Linked DNA regions of Mus musculus: regions 1 and 3 are each linked to region 2. Evidence: chromatin contacts called from public promoter capture Hi-C data. All regions are on one chromosome and are shown on one strand. The core of a region is the stretch at or near the end of the contact, and the rest is flanking DNA. Distances in the headings are between cores, read along the strand shown. Region 1 holds the start of Gnb1 (guanine nucleotide binding protein (G protein), beta 1). Region 2 holds the start of Epha2 (Eph receptor A2). Region 3 holds the start of Rbbp4 (retinoblastoma binding protein 4, chromatin remodeling factor).

Region 1 (3,594 bases), core at 569-3,068, about 14 Mb before region 2:
CTACATATTTTCTTAGTTAACAGTAAATCTCACAGGCTACTTAACCACACACAGAGAAAGGCTTGATTGCTGCTATCAGATCGAAACATAACAATACAAAGTACTATTACTACCAAACCAACACTACAAATTACCTGAAATTTCAAAATTCATGCACAAGTGTCATTTATATACTTATAAATTCTACTAATTCGGGGCTGGAGAGATGGTTCAGGGGTTAAGAGCATCGGCTGATCTTCCAAAGGGTCTTGAGTTCTGTTCCCAGCACCCACAAGTCAGCTAATGACTCTAACTCCAGTTCCAGGGAATCTGACACCCTCACATACACACACAGACACAGACACATCCAGGCAAAACAGCAATGCACTAAACAATTAATTAATTAAATGAAGCCCCACTAATTCTCCTCTCAAAATAAAAATTTTGACATAACCTCTTTAAAGATGAGCTGAACACGTATAGGGATGCTATTTCGGGATGCTAATCCTGTGGTTTAAAAAAACCCGGAAAAAAAAAATGTTTAAATGTATCAAAAGGTCAAAAGCCAAGCTGCAGTTCCCCAGGGGAACCCGAGGCTGTGGAGGAGACGCGGAAAGACTAGGCCACCCTCTGAGTGCTCTGGGCAGGACGTCCCCTCCCAGCACTGATGCATCAGGCGAACCCAGGAGCCCGGCGCCTTTTCCTCTGCACCGGCCACCAGAGCCGGCCTTTGTTTTCAGCCCCGGCAGCGGACGGCGCGGTCCTGGCTGACAAAGGCGGGTATCGCCATCTTGTCGCGGCGACCGGACGCGGCGCCCATTCATTTACGGGTGCCTGGGGCCAGGAAGGCCGGCAGCGAAGGAAGCTGGGAAGCTTGGTAGCCGTAGGCCCGCACCCGGCAGGGGTTGATGGCCGAATCCAGTAGACTCGCCCCGTGTCCGCTCCCCGCGCGCCCGGCCGAGTCCCACGCCCCGCAGGAAGGCGCGGTCCGGAGGGCAGAGCTCGGCTTTTGTTCCCGCGGGGACTCGGCCGCGAGAAGAAGCGCCTGCGGCTCTCCTGGCATCCCCACCTTAGCAAGCCATCCAGGCTCGAACCTACGACCCGAGCCCCAGCCCTGCATCCCGTTCCCTTTCTTAAAACTCAAGACCACCTCCGGGATCCCGCATCAGGCCCTAGACCCCCCCGCCCCCCGCAACAGCCTCGACCCCAGGAACATGAATGAGTCTGGAAACCGAATTCCGACACGGGCTTTGAACCCAAGACCACAGATCAGGTCCCGCATCCGGGATCCAGCCTTGAACCCAGAACCCATCCCAGATCTGGCCTTGAACCCAGGACCTCCACCCAGGTTGCCGCATCTCCGGGCCCGCACCCCGGACGCGGCCTTGAGCCTAAGACCCCGGCCCGGGCCTGCGCCCCGGCCCAGGCGGCTCCGCCCCATCCCTCACCCCCCGGACCCCGAGACCCCAGCCCTGCCGCCCACCCGGCACGCCGGGGATCGCCCACCCAACCCTGAAGAGCAGGATGAAGACGGCGGCCGATGACCCACGAGCGAGAAGAGCCGCAGGGCCTGGCCCAGCGCGGGGCAGGCTCAGCTCACAGACCCCAGCCGCGCTCACCTCGCCCTCGCCCGGTCTGGCGCCCACGCCGCCGCCTGGTCGTCGCGCTCGCGGCCTGCGGGCAGGAGTCGGCGAGGCTGGTCGGGTCCGCGCGGCGGCTGTTCCAGTCCCAGCCCCGCTGCCCTCGCCGCCCGCGCCCGCCACCGCCGCCGCCGCCGCCGCCGTCGCCGTCCGCCCCTCAGACGCCTCCAGCCATCAGGATGGGCGCGGCGGCCCCTGCCCGCAGCCTCGGGAAACCCCACGTCGCGTCACCGCGCACGGGCGGCGTGCGCGTGCCGCTCTTTCCGCCCCGCCCCTCCTTCCCTCTGCGCGTGCGCGAGAGGCTTAAAGGACCCGTGATTTTTTTCCCCCACCCCACCCCACCACCACCCCACACACCCCGCAAGGGTCTTCCAGGGACGTTGGCAGCCTATCGGCCTCGGTGGCCTCTGGCTCTGACCTGACGGTGTCGGCTCCTGTGCCATGTGCCCCAAGCCAGAGGGCGGTGTGTCCTGCCTGAATGACCAGCCCGGGAGGGCCGAAAGGCGTGCGTGCGTGCGTGAACGGCCTAGCAGGTTCTAGACAGCGGGGGTAGAGGGGTAGGAATAGCCAGGTGGGACAGGAAAGATGTCAAGATTAACCACCAGAATCTTTAAGACATGCCATCCGGTCTGGTCCGTCGTGCCTATTTGTCCAGCCATCTTCAACTAATATGACTCCTGCCACAATGACTTTTTCACTCCCATTCTGCCCTTTCCAAAACCAGGTGAATACCTCTCTTATTTCCTCTTGGCCTGCACTACCCTCTTTTAAACAAGAGCCACAACTCTCTGGGGGGCCTGGCCACCACGCTGACTCTGAGACCTTTCCATGATTCACACTTGATACCTTCCCTTCTTGTTAGCTTCTGTGCACCTTGCAGCCTTTCCTTGAAGCCCATTCCTTCTTGAAACAGCCTTTGAGTGGTCTGCACACTTCCCCCTCCCTGCCCTGGGCGCTTCCTGCCGGGCCATAGAAATGTGTCTGTCATTGTTCAGTCCTGACAGTTTCCTCATATACTTTCCCTGTGCCAGCCCTGATCTGACGCCTGATTTTACGAGCCCTAGCTTCTGCTAGTGGATGGGTAGAAGTGAGGAACCAGGTATTGGATATTCATTGCTACAAAAGTGTCATTGCTGAGCAGGCACCCTGAGGGAAAACATACATTTACATGAACATACATATATGTACATGCAGATGGTCATGTGGGCATTCGTATCTTTTTCTTGATCACAGTAAGTGTGTGGTCTCTCCAAAATACTGCATATTCTCTTCCTTGCATATTGAGTGACCTGCTTTGAGAGTAAGAAGCCTGGTTCCAGTTACCTCAAATATATCCACCACTGCTATCATCTCACCCTAGGGCCTCTGACCCCTGGGACTCTATGCCCTTCACTCCATCTGTTCGAGACCTGACTCTGTCATTTGTGACTGTTTTTTACCTGAAGTTCTTGACAGCTCCATCATCCCACTCTCTCCAAGTAAAAGTACAGGGTCCTTCCTTCTCACCATTCTCTCCACTGTCCCTTGTGACTCCAACTTCCCACAAGTGCCTCTTCCATGAACTTGTGAAGGCCAGACCTTTGATGATACCACTTCTGCACAGATGTCCCCAACCCCTTAGTAGCCCAGTCCCGAGAGAATATCCATTGCCAGCTTCATTTCCTCAAGGGTAGCCTATTCCCAGTGGTCTTGCCCTGCTCATTTCCTACTTTAATACTGTGACTCTGGTGAAGACGTCCTCACCCACCATACACACCCCACCCCCAGAGGATGTCAGAGGATATTTATGATCTGAGAAGAAGGTATCTAAGTGGTATTCTAAGTTCCAAATGAGAGGGCCAAGGCCCAGCAAGCGGAGCAATGCCTGGGAAGAGAGTGGGAGAGATAAGATGCCTGCTAGTCCCTGCTGGTCCAAAAGAGGGTGGAGCTAGAGGATGTGAACAGCTGGGTAACCAGGAGACATCCGGGACCCAGG
Region 2 (3,274 bases), core at 713-3,212:
GGCTGCACAGCTGTGTCAAGGCTGGAGAGGACACGGATCATATCTGTCCTCAACTCCCCCTAGGGAAGTGCAACCAACTAGGTCACGACCCCACTCCCAACACACACATCCCAACCCCTCACACAGACACAGTGTTCCTGAGGAGTGCGGAGCTTAGACAAGAATTTTCCACAACCACGAGCGATATGCACCCTTTTTTCTCCTCGATCCCATGCAGAACGGGATTAATCGCAAAGGCTGGGGCGAGGCTGACAGATGCACCCAGAGGCACAAGTACAAGATTGTTTGAGGCTTCCCTGGTGGGGGCTCGGGGCGGTGGTCAGGAGCCCCGGGGCGGGGGTCAGGAGCCCGCACAGCAAAGCAAGCAGACGTCTAATCCTCAACTCCGTGGCAGCCCAGGAAGGCCTCTAGCAGTCCCAGCTGTCTTTCCCTGCTCCCCAACCACAGTACCCAGGAAGAGGGAGCCACAAGCTGGATCAGGGAGGGGAGTTAGGATCTCAGAATCCCTGCCCTGTTCACACCTTGGCAAAAGCAACTTTGGCCCTTCCTCGAGACAGGGCCAGGATCTAACACCCCGTTTACCCCTAACTCTCCACCCTTCAAGAGCTCCAGTCTGGCCTTTTACCCTCCCAACGTGGAAGGCGAAAAGAATAAGGAAACTTCTCACCCCAAAGGGTTCCTCTGCGCTTCACCCCCCGACCCCTAGCTGGAGTCGGCAGAAGACTTGCTATGCCCAAAAGCAGAGAAAAGTTTTTGCTGTGGGAAACGGAAGCCAGCTAGCTCCGGCTGGGTAGACAGGAAGATCCTCGGCCAAGGGCAGGGCAGGAATTCCCACCCTCTCGGAGACCCTAGCTGAGGGACAACGCCCCCAAGCACACCCCCGGCTGCGGCCTTGAGCAAAGGCAACCTGTGCGGGCCCCCTCACCTTGCGTGGCTCCAAGACGCTGGGGCGGGGGCAGGTGATTCACTCCCCCACCTCCAGGTGCCTGGGCTCCCCGTGGCCCCGAGATGACGGCTCCACACCGCGGGAAGCCGCAACCCCACCTGCCGCATTTCCTCCTTCTGAGTCACCCCTTGCTCAGAACACTTGACTTTGGGACTTCCTGTACTCGCTCCCAGCCCTTAACCTGTCTCCCGAACCTGGGAGGGCAGCTTGGGAAGGAGGGAAGGTGTGAGTGGCCGGGGCTGACCCCAGGCGCTCCCAATGCTGGCCCAAAGGACCCCAGTGAAAAATCGGATGGGGCGTAGAGAGACTCTTTTGCTTGGTGCAGGGCACCGAGAGGACCCCTCCCCAAAAAGCAGGGCCTGCATCCAAATGCCTTCCGCGAGAAATCGGGGCAGATGATGAGTTAAGTGAACTCGGGTTACTAAGAGGCTGATCGCCGGGAAAACCCTACTGAGCGTCCTTTCCTCTGAGGGACCGAGAGCGCCCTGCGGGGGTCCCGCTCCAGAAGCCGCCACAGGGCTGAAACCGCGTGGCGGGCGCCGCGTCCCCCTTCCCGCGGCCTCCGAGCCCTGCGCGCCCCAGCCGAGATCCCTTAGTTCCAGAGAACCTAGGATCTCAGGGTATGGATCCCCAAGATCGTTCCGGACCGCAGCCCGCGCGCTCTGCCTAACCTTGCGCACTGAGACCCAGCAGCCATAAGTCAGTTTCCAAAGGTGCGTCCCAGAGAGGAGGCTGGGGCGCCCGGGGTCCCATGTCCCGGAGTCCCTGCTAGGCTGCGGCCACCGACCGCGTAGACACTCACCTTCCTTTCCCTGTGCCGCCGCGGCCGCCAGCGCGCAACCCCACAGCAGCGCCAGGCAGAAACCGACTGCCCGGAGCTCCATGCCGCACCCCTCGCTCCCCGCGATCCCTGCTGTCCGCACGCCGGTCTCGGTGCCCCAATCCTGCCCGCCCGCCGACAGAGACAACTTCTACCCTCCTGCTCCAAGTCCTTAATGGAAGTTGGGTGAGAACCCGCTCCTGTTCATTCATGCCCTGCGCTGACGTCACCGAAACCACGCCCTCAGGAATGTCTTTAAAGGGGCCGGACTGACACCCTGACTAGAGGGCGGGGAAGCCAGAGGGAAGTTGGGGTTGGGGGGGAGGTCAGGAATTTGGGGAGGATTGAGGGGGCCAGTGCGTGGGCCTTCGTGTGCAAACCTTGAGGAGATTTCTCATTTCAAAGCGCCACCAGGGTTAGTGTCCAAATATGTGGAATGAATTTGTGCCTACTCTCCCCTTTTGCCCTTGGGCTTCAAGATGTGAATTGTAAATCTGAGAAGTAGAAGCTTCCGTAGCAAAGGGCCTCAAAAAACCAAAAAATAGAAAAAGAAAAAGAACAAGAACAAGAACTCCTGATAACACACACACACACACACACACACACACACAAACACACATACACACTTGCTCCTGAGTCCCCCAGAAGATATGCCACACCCAGGAAGGTCCTCTAAGCTGTGTACCAAGAGTAGTGCCTCTGGGAACATGTCAGACATGCAGGTGTCTTCACTTTAGAGTGGAGGGCTTAAGATAAGGTTCCAAGGTACCCTAGGATACCCAAAGGCTGCACAACTCAACAGTCACAGACAAGTCACAGGACTTGAAGCTGGGCCCTGACCTGCTTTAACCACTTCCATTTGGGGACCCAGCACACACCCTCATGGGTAACTCTTGACCTCTGCCTCTGAACTCCAACAGAACACCCTTGTCCCCTGATCCCTGGGTGACAGAATGAGATTACGTTTTGATACCTTGGGGATGTCTGCCTCCTACCCACCCTTCCTCTGCCAAGGTTCCTCAAATCTGAGTTCATCTCTTCTCTTGGCGTCTAGAGTCAGTGAAACAAACGGATGTGAAGTGAACCAGGCAGCCAGTCCAGTCACCCACAACTGCCTGTTGCTCTGTTACCATTTGGCCAGTGGAAAGGGAACAGCTGTAGCAGGCTTGGTTCTCCGTGGACCTTTCTGCCCACCTCCTAGTCCCTGGCCTTCCTCTCTGTGACTCCCCAGTCCCTGGTCATCCTGGCCCATATTATACAACTCTGGTACCAGGTGCTCCTCCTGGGGTCCTACCCACCAGCTTGGCCTTGGCGCCTGTTTCTGAGAAACGGGTTCAGACATTTCCCCTGGAGGGGGAGAGAAAGGGTTAATTATAGGTGTTGGGGTTAATTAAAGCCTTTGATCAGGGATGGATGATGGGAGAGAAGGCTATGTCTTCTGAGAAGGAGAGTGGCTGGACATGTATGTGTGAGCATGTTTGGATGAAGTACCGGAGCATCTGAGCTGG
Region 3 (3,478 bases), core at 365-2,864, about 12 Mb after region 2:
GACATAAGAAATTTCTTTATTTCTGAGACAGGGCCTTACTCTGTAGCTCTAGCTGTCCTGGAACTCACTATGCAGACCAGGCTGGCCTCGAACTTAGAAATCCGCCTGCCTCTGCCTCCCAAGTGCTGGGATTAAAGGCGTGCGCCACCACTACCCGGCTAAATTTTTTTTTTAAATATTTATTTATTTATTATATGTAAATACACTGTAGCTGTCCTCAGACACTCCAGAAGAGGGAGTCAGATCTTGTTGTGAGCCACCATGTGGTTGCTGGGATTTGAACTCCTGACCTTCGGAAGAGCAGTCGGGTGCTCTTACCCACTGAGTCATCTCACCAGCCCCCGGCTAAATTTTTATCTTTCAAAAAAATTTAACGTGATGCAAAAGTTGCAGTACGTAATAAGATCCAATCTTGGGCTGTGGACACACACGTACGCACGCACGCACGCACAGAAAAAGGTATGTCTTGATTACTCTAACCTGGTCACACTATTCCCTACTGGGAGAAACTCGAGGACAACCCAGAAATCACTTAAAAATACAACTAATGCACAAGTATAATTTACAATGATAAATGTTGGACCAGCGCCACACCATTTAACTCTATCCCCAAAGGTAAGTGTGATTCAGGCACACATGGACTTTTAGAATGGATGGGGGCAGGGGATACGGCCTCGGGTTTCTTCATTCTCTAGTAAGGTGATCTTTTTCTTCACTTTCCCCCTAAATTGGGTCCAAAGAGGGGCACACTGTGATCACGCCAGAGCACCTTTAGGGCAAAGAAGTGGGCGAAGCAGGAAGCCGCAGGTTGTCCGAATGCAAGAGATGTGGGCCACCTACTCACATTCATATTTTCGATTGACTGGAGGATACTTGTCCTTGGTCGCCTTCTGTTCCTCCGTCAAATTGTAATCTCTAACATCTTCCTCCTCTTGAGCCATGATTGCGGAGTTGGTACTCTTACTTCCGCCCTTCATCAGCCAGACTTCGGCCCCGCGCCATAACTTCCGCTCTACACCCCACCCCCTTGGCAGCGGGTCTAAAAGGACCAGGACTCCATTCTGCAAGCTCGCGGAAGGATATACCCGCTTGCGGCTGCCGGGCTGCCGGGCTGCCAGGCTCGGTCCTGCCGCTTTTATAACATGTTTTAGAGACCAGCATCTTATTTCCTGCACTCATCACTATTAGTACCGAGGGAGTCAGTTAAAAGACGCCACCTTGAATTAGGCACCTGTAAGTCTAAACGGTGATGCGTTTTCTCCTCGTCTGGCCCTCCGAGTTGCTAACCAGACCCGGAAACACTTCCAAATTCTTTCGCTACCCTGAGGGAGTTGTCAGCATAACGGCCTGCTAAGAAGATGGCTGCGCATGAGCGTGTAGGGTGTATGTCACGTGATCTGCACGGGCCTCATCCCGGCAGGCGGGGCGCGCGCGCAATCCGTGGAAGTCTCCGGACTGTGGTGGGGGGTGGGGGAGAGAGAAGGGGCGGAGCGCGCGCGCCTCGGGACTCTGGAGAAAACGACTCTCGAGCGTCTCCATAGGCCGCGAGGCGGATGCTCCGCCCACCCCTCAGACCCGCGCTTTCTCATTGGTCGGTGTTGGCGCGAAGGCACGCGAGCCGGCCCCCTACGCACGGGCCGCAGGAAACAATAGAGGCCGCGCGCGCGGAGTGGAGCGCTCGTAGCCTCCCCGCCCCTCCTGCAACGCACGACCCCGGGATCCCCCAACCCCTCCCGGCTCTCCTGCCGCCATGGCTGACAAGGAAGGTGAGTGTGCCGAGGCCGGCTCGGAAGGGACGGTGCTGGCTTGTAGGGCTGTGTCGTGGCCTGTTACGCGGCCTGAGACGGAGAGCAGGCCCGACTCTGGCGAGCCTCGTCCCAGCGACGCCGGCCTGAGGACTGAGCTCCCCGGCGGGGCGGGCTAACGGCGCAGCAGCTCCTCCGGAGCGGATGCGAGGCGACGCCAGGTCTCCGGCCTAGGCGACTACGAGGCTCCCTGCCGGTCCCTCTGCCTGCCGAGACTCGGGGCGCCGCTCTCCATCCCCAGGCTCGATGCGCAGGTCTCCTCCCCGGGTTTGGCGGACTTGGCGCGCGCCACCGTGCTTCGTTCGGGGTTGGACACCATCGGCCCCCGAAGGAGTAACGGAGTGTCCGGCTGGGGTGGCCCCAGGACTTCCGGCCCGCCGCGGCCGAGAGTGGCGTTGGTGCCCGCGACCTGGGAGATTAAGATGAATCTCCATTTCGTTGTCAAAATCCGGGCGCTACGCCGGTGGCTTGGAGAGGTTTGTGCCCTTTCCGTTTACGTTCGCTAACTTGATTTGTCTTTTAAAAACATTTTAGCGGCCTTTGACGACGCAGTGGAAGAACGGGTGATCAACGAGGAGTACAAAATATGGAAGAAGAACACCCCTTTTCTTTATGATTTGGTGATGACCCATGCCCTGGAGTGGCCCAGCTTAACTGCCCAGTGGCTTCCAGATGTGACCAGGTGACGCGAATCTTGAATATTTTTGATAGTTCATATATTTTAATTTTTTTGCCCTCCAGTCACTCAGGGGGGACATTATCAGAGCTTATGAGTACTATTTATTTTCCTCGACTAGAAATAATGTCAAAAACAGAAGATCATTTTGTAATTTACCCTGCAAAGAAAACATGCTCTGTTGTTGTGTTGTTGTTTGATTTTTTTTTTTCTTTTTCTTTTACTTTTTTTTTTTAAGTCATCTCTATTTGTATGAATACACTGAAGCCAGAAGAGGGCATTGGGTCCCATTACAGATTGTTGTGAGCCACCATGTGGTTGCTGGGATTTGAACTCAGGACCTTGGGAAGAGCAGTCAATGCTCTTAGCCGCTGAGCCAGCTCTCCAGCCCTGTTTTTGTTTTTTCCCTCAGCATGGAGTTGAATAGCCATTCTTAAGACTGGAGTTGGCCATGTAATATAAAACTTGACCGTTTTCAAAAGTTATTCTGGGTCCAGTTTATTCAACAAAACATTTGATTTCTCAAGTCATTTATAAGGTTAATAAATAGCAAGATAAATCTGGGGTCTGCCTAACTGAAGTGGGGGCGAGTGTTTTCAGCAGTAGTGTGAGGTTTTAGAGCTTGGTGGGAGGTGGGGCAGAAGGGTTGTAATGTTTAGTGATTGAGACCTACTGATGGGGACTTTGATCCTCAGCACAGAAAGGGGGGGGGGCTGGGACCCTACAGCGAATTGCATACACAAAATGAAGGGGAAAGTCTGTCAGCATGAACTACCAGACTGGCCTGCTGAAACAAGTGGCAATCCAAAGATGGTGGATGTGGGTAATTACTAATGTAAATTTGGCAAAAATGTACTGAATTCTTTGGAAACTCAAGAGTTAAGATACGTGCAGAATTCAATTATGAGGCTGATGGGGTTCAGCAGGTAATAGAAATTTGGAGTAAAGAGTTGTTTTGGTTTGAGGGCTAGGAATTGAACCTTGTGCATGGTAAGGA

The links. Promoter capture Hi-C pulls out the DNA fragments that hold promoters and counts their contacts.
Region 1: a promoter capture Hi-C map of cranial neural crest shows a contact between it and region 2. The contact joins the promoter of Gnb1 here to the promoter of Epha2 in region 2.
Region 3: a promoter capture Hi-C map of pre-B cells shows a contact between it and region 2, with 3 times the contacts expected there. The contact joins the promoter of Rbbp4 here to the promoter of Epha2 in region 2.

The regions. Positions count from the first base shown.
Region 1 is chr4:155,489,585-155,493,178 of GRCm38.p6, reverse strand. Gnb1 (guanine nucleotide binding protein (G protein), beta 1) reads right to left here and starts at 1,818. Exons shown (of 12, transcript NM_001160016.1): 1 at 1,599-1,818.
Region 2 is chr4:141,299,909-141,303,182 of GRCm38.p6, reverse strand. Epha2 (Eph receptor A2) reads right to left here and starts at 1,962. Exons shown (of 17, transcript NM_010139.3): 1 at 1,749-1,962. The coding sequence starts at 1,830.
Region 3 is chr4:129,333,506-129,336,983 of GRCm38.p6, reverse strand. Rbbp4 (retinoblastoma binding protein 4, chromatin remodeling factor) reads left to right here and starts at 1,614. Exons shown (of 12, transcript NM_009030.3): 1 at 1,614-1,766; 2 at 2,340-2,487. The coding sequence starts at 1,751. It overlaps Zbtb8os (zinc finger and BTB domain containing 8 opposite strand), which reads right to left and starts at 1,016. Exons shown (of 7, transcript NM_025970.4): 1 at 845-1,016. The coding sequence starts at 941.